Regions from separate parts of the Sus scrofa genome. Here region 1 is linked to region 2. A link is a contact called in public Hi-C data. All regions are on one chromosome and are shown on one strand. The core of a region is the stretch at or near the end of the contact, and the rest is flanking DNA. Distances in the headings are between cores, read along the strand shown.

What was found. A called contact is a pair of places that touch in the nucleus more often than the background predicts.
Region 1: a Hi-C map of retroperitoneal adipose tissue shows a contact between it and region 2, with 1.8 times the contacts expected there. The contact joins two enhancer-like sites. A contact is called at or near these places in 3 of 47 Hi-C or Micro-C datasets (heart right ventricle, mesenteric adipose tissue and retroperitoneal adipose tissue) and 1 of 2 datasets of contacts at active chromatin or transcription factors (skeletal muscle).

The regions. Positions count from the first base shown.
Region 1 is chr13:46,460,761-46,466,515 of Sscrofa11.1, forward strand. It overlaps LOC106505633 (a long non-coding RNA gene), which reads left to right. Exons shown (of 9, transcript XR_002337984.1): 5 at 5,418-5,755. Among named protein-coding and RNA genes, the nearest start is that of ADAMTS9, 250 kb to the left of the region's middle. Within about 2 kb of position 2,056, at least 17 of the 83 cell types and tissues checked have an H3K27ac peak or open chromatin away from gene starts, as enhancers often do. A contact at or near this core is called in retroperitoneal adipose tissue and skeletal muscle, where this site is marked.
Region 2 is chr13:46,104,205-46,110,261 of Sscrofa11.1, forward strand. It overlaps ADAMTS9 (A disintegrin and metalloproteinase with thrombospondin motifs 9), which reads right to left. Exons shown (of 40, transcript XM_003132298.6): 27 at 6,056-6,057; 28 at 3,463-3,639. Among named protein-coding and RNA genes, the nearest start is that of ADAMTS9, 100 kb to the right of the region's middle. Within about 2 kb of position 4,282, at least 19 of the 83 cell types and tissues checked have an H3K27ac peak or open chromatin away from gene starts, as enhancers often do. A contact at or near this core is called in retroperitoneal adipose tissue and skeletal muscle, where this site is marked.

The DNA of each region.
Region 1 (5,755 bases), core at 806-3,305, 350 kb after region 2:
TGAGGAATAGGAGGACGATTTTCCATTTCTTTGGAGAGGTTTATCATTTATCTAGCCTGTCACATGTCAGATCCTATTGCCTATTTCTCCTGACTCAACCCAAATGCATATTTTTTCCAGATAGTATGTATAATTTCCTTTTTGTTTTTTCTTTTTATTTTAATTGAAGTATAGTTGATTTACAATGTTATGTTAGTTTATGGAGTATAGTAAAGAGATTCAGTTATATACATTTATATATTTATGTAAATATATATTTACTTATATTTATGTATATTATATATACATATATTTATATATGTATATATTTATATTTATGTATATTATATATGAGATTCAGTTATATACATTTATATATTTATGTAAATATATATTTATATTTATGTATATTATATATATAATATATGTATATGCATTATAAATACTTTTAAATATTCTTTTCCATTATGGTTTATCACAGGATATTGAATACAGTTCTTTGTGCTATAAAATAGGACATTGTTGTTTATTTATTTTATATATATTCTGTATATAGTAGTTTATATCTGCTAATCCTAAACTCCTAATTTATCCCTTCTCCTATCCCTTTCCCCTTTGGGAAACCATAAGTTTGTTCTCTATGTCTCTGAATCTGTTTCTATTTCATAAATAAGTTCATTTGTATCATATTTTAGATTCCACATATAAGTGATACCATGATATTTACTTTCTTATTTCACTTGGTATGACAGTCTCTAAGGTCCATCCATGCTGCTGGAAATGGCATTATTTTGTTTTTATGGCCAAGTAATATTCCACTGTGTGTATATATATGTACCACATCTTCTTTATTCATTTCTCTCGTCAAGGACATTTAGGATGCTTCCATGTCTTGACTATTGTAAACAGTGCTGCTATGAACATTGGGATGCATGGATCTTTTCGAATTAGAGTTTTATATTTTCTGGATATATGCCCAGGAGTGGGATTGTGGATCATATGGCAACTCTATTTTTAGTTTTTTGAGGCACCTCTTTACTGTTTTCCATAGTAGGTATACCAATTTATATCCCTACTAACAGTGTAAGAGAATTCCCTTTTCTCCACACCCTCTGTAGCATGTTATTTGTAGACTTTTTGATGATTGCCATTCTGACTGGTGTGAGGTGATACTTCATTGTAGATAAATTCCCTTTTTTGAGTATTAAATACAAGATAATGATGATGATGATATTGATAGCCATCTATGGGACACTTACTAGGTGTTTTGCATATGATATCTCCAAATTCAACTACTCTACAAGGTATATTTTATTCTCCCCAATTTGCATGTAAGGAAATCAAGGCTCAGAGAGGTTAAATAACTTGGCCAAAGATGTCTATCCAGCAAATGGCAGAAGCAGATTTTGAACCCACTTCATCTTAACTCCAAAGTCCAAGTTCCTTCCATTCTCCACTAGCTGTGTCATCCTGGGCAAGAACTTAACCTCTCCATGTCTTAATTTTTCCACATGTTAAAAAAAGGAAACAAAAGTACCTAACCCATAGTGTTGTTGCCTAGATTAAAAGAAACAATTCAAACTTGATTTAAAAAAAAAAACAATTTATGTAAAACCCTTAGCACAATAATCTTCAGTATTACAATAGTTTTTTTTTTGTTTGTTTTTTTTTTTTGTTTTGTTTGTTCTGTTTTGTTTTAACACCAGGACTTCTCAAACATTTCTTAGAAAGCACTCATACCCCTGAAATAAAAAGTAGCAGATAATTTCAGCTTGGGCTGCCAGTGATGTCTACCTGGCTGTGGTTCTCATTATTTATTGGCAGGTTAAAGACTCTGAGAAGTTCCACAGTAAAGAGTCCACATTCACCACAAGATATAGATACTTAAATCAGTTAATTTTCACTGAATATTCCAGTTCTACCAAGAAGGAAGGGGGTCTTTTATGCCTGATTTGGAATGGAATTGCTTTGATAATCTCACCCTCTGCCAGTGTTTGGAAAAGGCCCTACTGGAGGAGCATACCATTAAGAAGGGCCTCGCTTTGATACTGGCTGTTAATCCCATGGCCCAGCTTGACATTGTCTCTTAGCAACGTCCTGTCCTTTTCCCCTTTTCATTCTTGTGCCTCTAAAGACACTTCCTCTCTTCTGGTTTCTCTTCAGCCTCTGACTTTCACGGCCCCTTTAAGCCTCGTTTACACAGAGAGAAGCAGGAGCTGAAGGCCCTGAGCACATATTTATGTTAATAGTACCAAGGGGAGGAACAGCCTGTTCTGGGGGCTGCTTTCCAACTGTCACATAAATCAGGAAAAAAAAAAGTTACTATTTTCACAAAGACACTGCCAGCGCAGAGCAGTAAGTCTTGGAAAGGCATCATTTCCCCACCCCCACCCAAGTCCCCTTGTGTCCACCCCCATAAGGTCCCCTCCATCATCAGGAAGGAGTGGGGGAAGGATTTCATAGATGCCGAGTATTTCCAAGTCAGAAGGGACCTTTGAGATCATCTAGTGCTAAATCACACAGAAACATCTAGTAAATACCTCTGCCTGGGTCCTTCCCCAGAATTTCTGATGCTGTGGCTTGGAGGTGGAGCACAGGAAAGATTTTTAAAGCTTTCCAGGTGACTCTCATGTGCAAAGAGGGCCAGGGGACTGATGTCATCATGGTCCCATGAAGAGACAGGACCAGAGAATAGATTCTATGGATCATCCTGGGAGCCAGTGATTTGGTGGAGCCCTGACAACCAGCCATGTTTTCTTTTGTGATGTCACACTATCACTGAGCACTGGGAACAGCAGCAGAAATGCTAGAGATATTATGAGAGCTGTGCACCAAATCACTTGGGGGAGCTCATGCAAACTCACTTTTGCTCTCCTTTTGCTCTACCTGGACCAACTGAATCAGAATCTCTTGGTGGAACCCCAACACATAGGTTCTGAAAAAGCCCTTGGTGGCAACTGTGATGTGTATCCCAGTCTAAAAAACACTAGCCTGGGTAAAAGATCACTTATTTTGGAGTTAGAAAAATGGGGGTTCAAGTCTGGGGTCTAGCAAATATTAACATGTTCTTTGGACAACTTACATAATCTCTCTGAGCCTCAGTTTCTTTATCTGCAAAATGGGACTACCCTGCTAACTCTCCCTTATTCTTCATTTTTGCAGTTCAAAACTCATTTCTCCTTGGAAGTCCAGGCTGAGCTTGCAGATGAGTCTAGTCATCCATCCTCCCAAGATATGTCCTGACTAAAAGCAGTGGAAACTTCTCCTTTGTGACACTGACCACAATTCACTGATTGAGTAGTGAGAGATAGAAAACATGGTTTTTTAATGGATGAAGAAATAGTTAATGATGCTTAACTACATGTGTAGTAGATTACTCACTCCCAGTCTCCACCACCAGTGTTTTGTGAGATAAGGAGATGCAGTATCTTGTTCCCTGCTGCATCCACAGTGCCTAGTGTGAGGCTAGCACTCAACAGACTTTGGCTAAACACATGGCTGAACACCTGCCCAAACAAGGAACTAATATATATGGAGTAGCTGGCACAGAGGGAATAGCAACAAACATCAGCTGTTCTAATCATTATCTTCAGATAGACTTGTGTCTTCCCAAAGACACACAGTAGAGCTGAGACTTGAACTCAGTCCTCTGGACTGGCACCCTCATTTTTCATCCCTTATGTCATTCTGCCTTATCTTCCATGTTGAGGGGAGGGAATCTAGGAAAAAAATGGCAGACTGTCTCTGCCCACTAAAATGAGCTGGAAACCCAACAACTTCTTGCACACTCCAGCCTCCATGGATGCACCTATGCAATCCATGCAGACAATAACAACTACTGGCATGGGGCCCCTTGGTTCTCTCTTGAGAAAGTTTTGGATCGTAAGCTCCCCTTGAGGAAAGTGACCCTGGTTTTGGCCCCCACCACTCCATAGACCCATTTGAACTCTACTGCTTGTTAATGACAGGTTTGTAGTGGCAACATTGTTTTGATCCCAGCAGCAGTCAAACCATATGCATAGCGGGACCAAATGCCTCTGATGATTTCCACATTTCCCCATTGGCCATCATGCTGTCTAGGATTGGAGAGAAGCTGGAGCCTGGAGGGTCACAGGAGAGGAGATGGAATTCACACTACTGGCTGCTTAAGCACCACTGGGGAAGGGAGTTGAGAATAAAAGTAGAGGTGGTGTTTCTGGGAATGACTCTGGGTGATCCCTTATCTTTCTATGCTCGCATGGAAATCATGGACCTCGTGTAGTTAAAAGTTACTATGACCCAGATACTCTGCCAAGTGCTTTACAGACATAATCTCATTTAATTCTCTTGACTCTGCGGGTTTGAAATCATGAGTGTCAGTATCTCATAGTGGAGAAAACTGAGGCTGAGAGTCATTTGCTAAGGGTCACAAATGTCAGTTCAACCCAAGACCAGCACTGGAAGCAGGCCTGATGATTCCAGGGCCTCAATTCATTCCACAAATATTTATTGAACACCACAATGTGCCATGTTTTCTAGCTGCAAAGAATACACAGTTGGTGTTCCACATCTGCAAGTTCCACATCCAGGGATTCAGAGGTCCACCTATATATTCATTGCACTATGCCTTTTTATAAAGTGGACTTGAGCATCTGTGAATTTTGGTATTTGAGGGACTTCTGGAACCAGTCCCCTGGGCATACTGAAGAATGACTATGTTACAGACAAAGGTCTATGACCTTGTGGGTCTTTTTTCTGTGGAGACAAACCATAAATAATAAATCTAAACACGAAGGATGTAATGTGATCTTCTAGAAAGTGATAGTGCTTTAAGAAACAGTGTGGTACAAAAAAGATGGAGAATGGGAGATGTGTGGGGAAGGGAGTCTCTGATACACATTTGCATCTTACATAGGGCTATCAGGACAGGCTTTAGTGATAGAGTCATGTATTAGAAAGAAGGAAAAAGTTCTAAATTATGCCGTGTTCATTCTGCCTCAACCACTACTGGTGCTGGGCTAAGCATTTTATCCATAACGTCTCATTGAATCCTCCCAAGAACCCTATACAAATAAGATCATCTGCACTTTTCAGATGAGGAAATTGAGACTCTAGAGGATTAAAAAAAAAAAATTGTCCAAAATGATTCAGTTAATAAGTTATAGGGCTGACATTTCAACTTGGCTCCTCTAGCTCCAAAGTCCCTGGCCCTTTTGACAACCAGGATGCTGATGGAGAGTGTGGGGAGCTGGGGGCTGTCAGCAGAGAGGTGCAGTGCGGAGTCCGCCCTTGATTGAGAAAGTCACCCTGCAGCGCCTCCCTCTGGAGACAAGGTCACTCTGGAGGCTGGGAGCTCTCCTGGTGATGCTGGGCATCACAGAGGCAGGTGGCGTGGTTGACGTGTGGTGCTCTCTCCACATTGCATCTCCTCATGTTTGTTTTTCCTTTTTTCCCATAAGGTTTTGAAATCATTTCTTTGGTAGTTGGAGCAGACAGATGTAGAGAAGCAGTTCTTGAAGAACCACTTGCAGATGTCAGAAAACACAAGGTTTCTGGAAGCTGCACAGAAGGGCTGCTCTTTCACGGAGGAACAGTGGCACCCTGGGCATGAGGGGCCAGAGGTTAAGCATCATTTTAGGGTGTGTTTGGGGGAACTGTTTATAAATTTACCAGAGTCTGGTTCTCAATTTGGCAATCGCTGTTCTCCTGAGTGATCCCCTCCCCCATGTCTGACGTCATTCCCTCGCACTACACTTTCTCTTTCCCATGAAGATCAAGAGTGCAGTGGTCTGAGAGG
Region 2 (6,057 bases), core at 3,032-5,531:
TATTTTTGCTAGAGACAGATGTGGTGAGGTGATAAAATACTGATGTCAGGCATTTTCTCTTCCTACCTACAGAAGCTGCAAACTTTAATATGAAAATGAGGTAGACACAAATTCATAAGTTGGTCAGGCAGAAACAAAAGCACAGTTCCTTCGTGAGCTCATAAATTCTCATTATTCGGGTCGACAAGCATTACTCCAAAGCACCTAAAGCAAGGCTCAGAGAACACTTTCAGGCTTGTCATGAGAAACACACACGCCATTTTCACCTAAGGAGACCGGCGGTCTCCAAGACAATCAGCCAGCAGGTCCACCGGGCAATGCAAAATGGAACCATCTTGGAAAGGGGACATCCCACGCCACTTTTTGGCTTTATCTCCAAGCAGCTCACTCTAGAATGCTACCAGTTTTTAACCCATTTCCTTCCACAATTTGACAGGATCGAGCTCTCTTTCCAATTTATCCCTCTAGTCACAGGGTGGGTGCCTGCACTAGGTGAATCTGGGTAAGAACCTTATTTCAAAAAACAAAACGTTACCAAGTCAGAGTGCAAGGACACATGCAAAAGAGACAGAGAAGATGAGGTCGGGTGAGGATGTTTTGCACAATCATGATTCTAAATCACTGGTGACTTGAACAAAGGGCCTTAAAATGGGTACTTGAACCCTACATTCACAGAAGCTTCATTTTATAGTCCTGAAGCCATGCTGACAGGGATTTGGAGTTTCTTTCTTAAATGCTGCTCTTTAGTAACAACTGTTGATCTAGGCTATCTCCATTTTGACCTTGGAAAGGATCTACTCACACAGCAATAGCTGCTTCTCAACACTATCTTCAGTGTGGGAGTACTTGGGAGAAGAAAGCAATACAGCCAGAGGACGGCTAACAGCTACCCTTGGTCTCTAATATATCTAGTTGGCTTTCTCTTGAAAGCAACATGTTAGCACCTCAAATAGACTTTTTGTTGTTAACGTCACTGTCAGTTACAAGGATAAAGCACCATAGAAGTGGCTTTATGGCTATTAACACAATTCACTGAGGTATGCTTCAATTTAGAATTGCTAAAAAACTGTACCAAAGCATCTATCTAAATCAACACAAAAGTAAAATCCAAATACTACAGTTAAGTCTGAAGGCTGCCCTCACACACATAATTTAAGTATGTTACAAATTTAATTAATTACAGATTTAAATAAAATGCTTTTGATTTAATTTAAAAAATCACAATGAAAAGCCTTGTAGAAGTGGCCTTGCTCTCAGGCTGCAGAGGGATTTAAATATATATTTGACTAATAATCATTTTATAAAAGAAGCATTAAAATCATATAGGCAGCAAAAATACTTTAAAAATCCATGCATTGGCTCCTGTGCATTACAGAGCATTTAGAGTCTCTCTCTTTTTTTTTTCCTGTGTGCTTTTCAAAAAACTATGCACAGGTCTAAGAACAATAACTACAATAAGAAAATGTTAAACTCTTTGGTTAAATTAATTAGCAGATCATATTTTAAAATTTACACATTTAAGCTCTTAAAATATCTGTGGGAGAGTGGTGATCCTGTGTGAAAGAAAATTAAGACGTGTTTAGAAAATGTTCAAAAAAGAGGAGTTCCCGTTGTGGCGCAGTGGTTAACGAATCTGACTAGGAACCATGAGGTTGCGGGTTTGATCCCTGCCCTTGCTCAGTGGGTTAACAATCTGGTGTTGCCGTGAGCTGTGGTGTAGGTTGCAGACGCGGCTCAGATCCCGAGTTGCTATGGCTCTGGCGTAGGCTGGCAGCTACAGCTCCGATTCGACCCCTAGCCTGGGAACCTCCATATGCCGCGGGAGCGGCTCAAGAAATGGCAAAAAGACAAAAAAAAAAAAAAAAAAAAAAGAAAATGTTCAAAAAAGAGAATGCAGTGGAAACTAAAATGTATATAATATATATTGTATATTGTATACAATATATAATGTATAGTGTTATATTATTATTATAGTATATATATATACACACACACACACCCTCTGAGGGTCAAATGTTTTTTGGTCAATATTAAAGAAACAGAGCTTTTTAGAGAGCTATTAGACTTTTTGATATGTAACTTCAGTGTGGTGTTTGTGTTGGCTGAGTGAACAGAGTAGAAATATAATGGGTTCAAGAGGGAAAATTTCATGAAAATAATATTTAATAGGTGACTTACGGAGGTTGAAATGTCAGAAGATGTTCCTGACATTCTGAGGTTATTTCTGATCTTTTTTGAAATGTTCATTCTGGAAGAGTGCCAGTATTACAGACAAAACACTGTGAACAACACATCTGAAATGCCCTTGAGTAAAATCTTTAACAGCCCAGCCAAATAGTACCAGTTGAGATGACACTTTAAGTTCTTCCAGATTTCTACCTAATAGAAAGTACATTAATTATACAGCTTGTGTTCAACCTGCAGACACAATCTGCGACATTGAAACCCTTGATTCTTAGAAGCATCAACAGAGATTAACCATGTCAAGTCAGTTAATCGGCTCTTTAGATGGTTTCAGGAATGGTTAAGAATTTTCCTCCGAACCCTATGAAATAAAAAGACTTCTGGATATGACTCACTATAACATGAATTCAGCTTCAGTGCAATTAACGTATTTACAGGAAAGTTTACTCTATTTACATGAAACAACCCTAATGGCTCCATACCTATGGCACAATTTAGCCAAAGTATTGCTTTGACATAGCCAGTCTTTCTGTTTGCCAAGAGCTGCCCTGGAAGTTTGCATAGTATTTACAGTGGCAAACCTGTCTTACAATGTCAGCTAAGAGCAGATCGCAAAGGAAGTCTAGGATCAGAGGAAAAATGGCCTCAAATGGGCTTTGTTTCTTGATAGACGTGAGAGAACATTTCAGATGCCTTGAATGGCATCAAGTCACCGAGTCCACTGTTGGTCTTTGGATGTTTCCCAATGATTTCAATCAGCTTTGTGGGCACAGCCTTCATGGTGCTTGTGTTGAGAGCTGTCCCCGAGTCACAGAGGCAAAGTATAGCCACTGAATCAAAAACTTGCTTTGGCCTTAACAAGCAGGTATCTTCCCGCCGAAGTCAAAACTACCGGCTTCGTAAAGGAAAGAGTATCTGCTTTTAAGTTGTCTACTTAAATCACTTTAGCACTTAATAATGACATGGAGTTATGCCGTGTCTTTAAAAACACACACGCAAATATATACAGTCTAGTTCTAGGAAAGGAAGCTATTTCTTGGCATCGGCACCAGGCCGGTGTGAGGTACGTGTATTCTCTGAAGTCACTTTGGCAATATCATAAAAAAAATTCATTCTGTCGTGGCTCACTATGAAAAGAGTAACAGACTATTTAAAGCACAGTTTCAGGGCTGTCTTGTAAGATCACGGTCTGTCTCAGAGGAGTGCCCCAAACACCTTGGAATTGGGTGTGTTAGTTTAGGTAGTAGGCTTAACAAACATGAACAGTTAAGGCCGTACCGAACTCCAAGGGCCAGTACTCCAAGCAGGGTCTTGAGGACAAGCCTGGGTGTTACACTGCTCTCGATCCGGAGGCTTATCGAGAATTTCACAGCTCAGATCTGGAAACCGTTCCCCGCTGGGCCTCTGACAGACCACAAGCCTTGTTCGCAAGCCTCCGCCACAGAGCTTAGAACACTGGAAGAAGGAAATGGAAGGCAGCAGTTATTTTGTCAGCAAATTTTCTTTTCCTGTAAGAAAAATGTCTTAGCTGGACTCTATGATGGCATCAGGCCAGCTAGGTCTGGATGCAGAATGAAGCCTATTTACCCTAAGTAATATATACAGCAGATGGGAAACTTCTGCCTTCATGGTAGGTACTGTTTACTGAGTGTGTGCGCTTCATCTGCACTAAGTGCTTTTATATTTATTTTCTCATCCAGAGGAGAGTGTTAATTATTTGCCACTTGCTATATATGGGGCAACTGAGATGAAGAGAGGTTAACTTGATCAAGGTCAATGGCCAGAGTCAAGGATAAGGTTACAGCCTCTGAGGTATTCAAAACTAAACATCAAACAAATAAAAATCTAAAAACCAGTCAGTACCAAATAAAGGAAATAAGGACTTAGCTGGTTTTATTTTCTGGCAACCTCTAAGAAGCCGTCATTGACTTTTGGCTCTTCTGTGACTCCAGTCTCCACAGCCCCCGTGACGTTAAAATATTTTACGATATTTCTGCATCTGAGGATAATGACGGCTATCCCCTAGGATGGGTAAACAGTGCAGTGGGAACGCTGGATAAGGTTCTGACTGTCGGCGAGACCCACGCTTCTGAGGCAGGAACAAGCTGTATTTCTTGCATAATCCCAAGGCGCTCGCATCCAGGAACACTGACAGTCTCTCCCCCCCACCCCCCCACAATGCTGTGTCAAGGCCAGATCTCCCACAGAATTTGGAAGGATCTGGTCCGTGCTGACAGCCAGCATCCCGGCAAATGCGTGTACTCGCCTGGCCTCAATCCAGTTACAGAAGCTGAAGCACAGGGCCCCATGGGACAGAACTTCACGAGGAGTTTTGGGAAACTCACAGTACACAAGTCTCCAAACCTGACTTCCCCTTCTGGCCTTTCAGAAAAACCTTGCAGGATGACGTACTCTCAATGAAAAGTCAACAAAACTCTCCATTAGGACTGCCTATGACTACCTGGTTACGTGTATGGGATCATGAAATGTGGGCATGTGATTTCGCTTAGCCAGAAGGGGGGACCAATATGCCCATGCATCTCATCTGTCTTTCACCCTGCTCTTGGTAGGGAGCGGGGTCTCCAAGATGTTAACCCTCATGTTTCATTTTTTAAATGTTAAGAGTCAAGACAGAACAACTCAACAAACTTTAAATACGTGCTCTCCCTGTGGATTCAAGAGTAGAGGGATATGGTCTTTGTTAACTAAACACAAAACAATAAGCATCTGAGTCCTACCCATGATAGTGGTTCAAAGTCCCATTCAATAATAATAGTCTTACCAATGATAATTATTAGCAATAACAATGATTATCCTTATTACAATAGCAGTGAACTTTAATTGAAGGCTATGTGCTGGGCTTTTGACAGACAGATTTCATAAAATAGACATGGATACTGTGAAGTGGGTGTCCTTACTACTCCCATTTACAGGTAACAATACAATAGAGATAGTTGGCAAAGTGATGTTATTTGTTAAAATTACAAAACATTTAAGAGCCATGAGTGGGAACTGGGCCCAGTTTTGTCTGTTCCAAATATCTGACTGCCTTTCAGTGGTCATAGTAGGTGGCTCTTAAAAGGTAACAGCTGAAGAATTTTATTATTTGAGACTACACAGCTAATTATTCACCTCTATGATTAGAATGCATCACCTTTGATAGGAATAACAACTCCTATTCATGATGGCTCCTCAGGGAATTGAAATATTGGGAGACATGATGCCATGGAACCAAGGGTACATTGCATACACCCCAAAAACCATGAAGAACATGGCAACATTTCCAGAGACTAATTTAACACATTTTTTTTCTTTTTATGGCTACACCTGTGGAAAATACAAGTTCCCAGGCCAGGGGTTAAATTGGAGCTGTTGCTGCAGCCTATACCACAGTCATAGCAACACCACATCCGAGATACGTCTGCAACCTGTGTTGCAGCTTATGGCAATGCTGGATCCTTAACCCACTGAGCAAGGCCAGGGATTAAACCCGCATACTCAGAGAGACAACACAGGATTCTTAATCCACTGAGCCACAATAGGAACTCCAGCACATTATTTTCAATCACTTTAAAAGTGTCCGTTAACAATTTAAACAGAGGTTAACAACTTTACCATTTTTCTGTATTTCTTTCTGATTTTTCTCTCCTATGTATTCAAGCTGTTTCTACTTGGTAATAAATGCACTGAAAGAGTCCAGAATTAAGGCAGGTCTCCTAATTAATCTGAAAATCAAGAAGCTTTAACTAGCTCTAGATTCCTTCAAATAAATTCCCTCAAATCAACTATGAACAGTAACACAGTTTGGTGGTTTTTTATTTTTTATTTTTTTTCTTCCCCCAAAGGATGCATAAATGGAGTTGGCTCTCACCT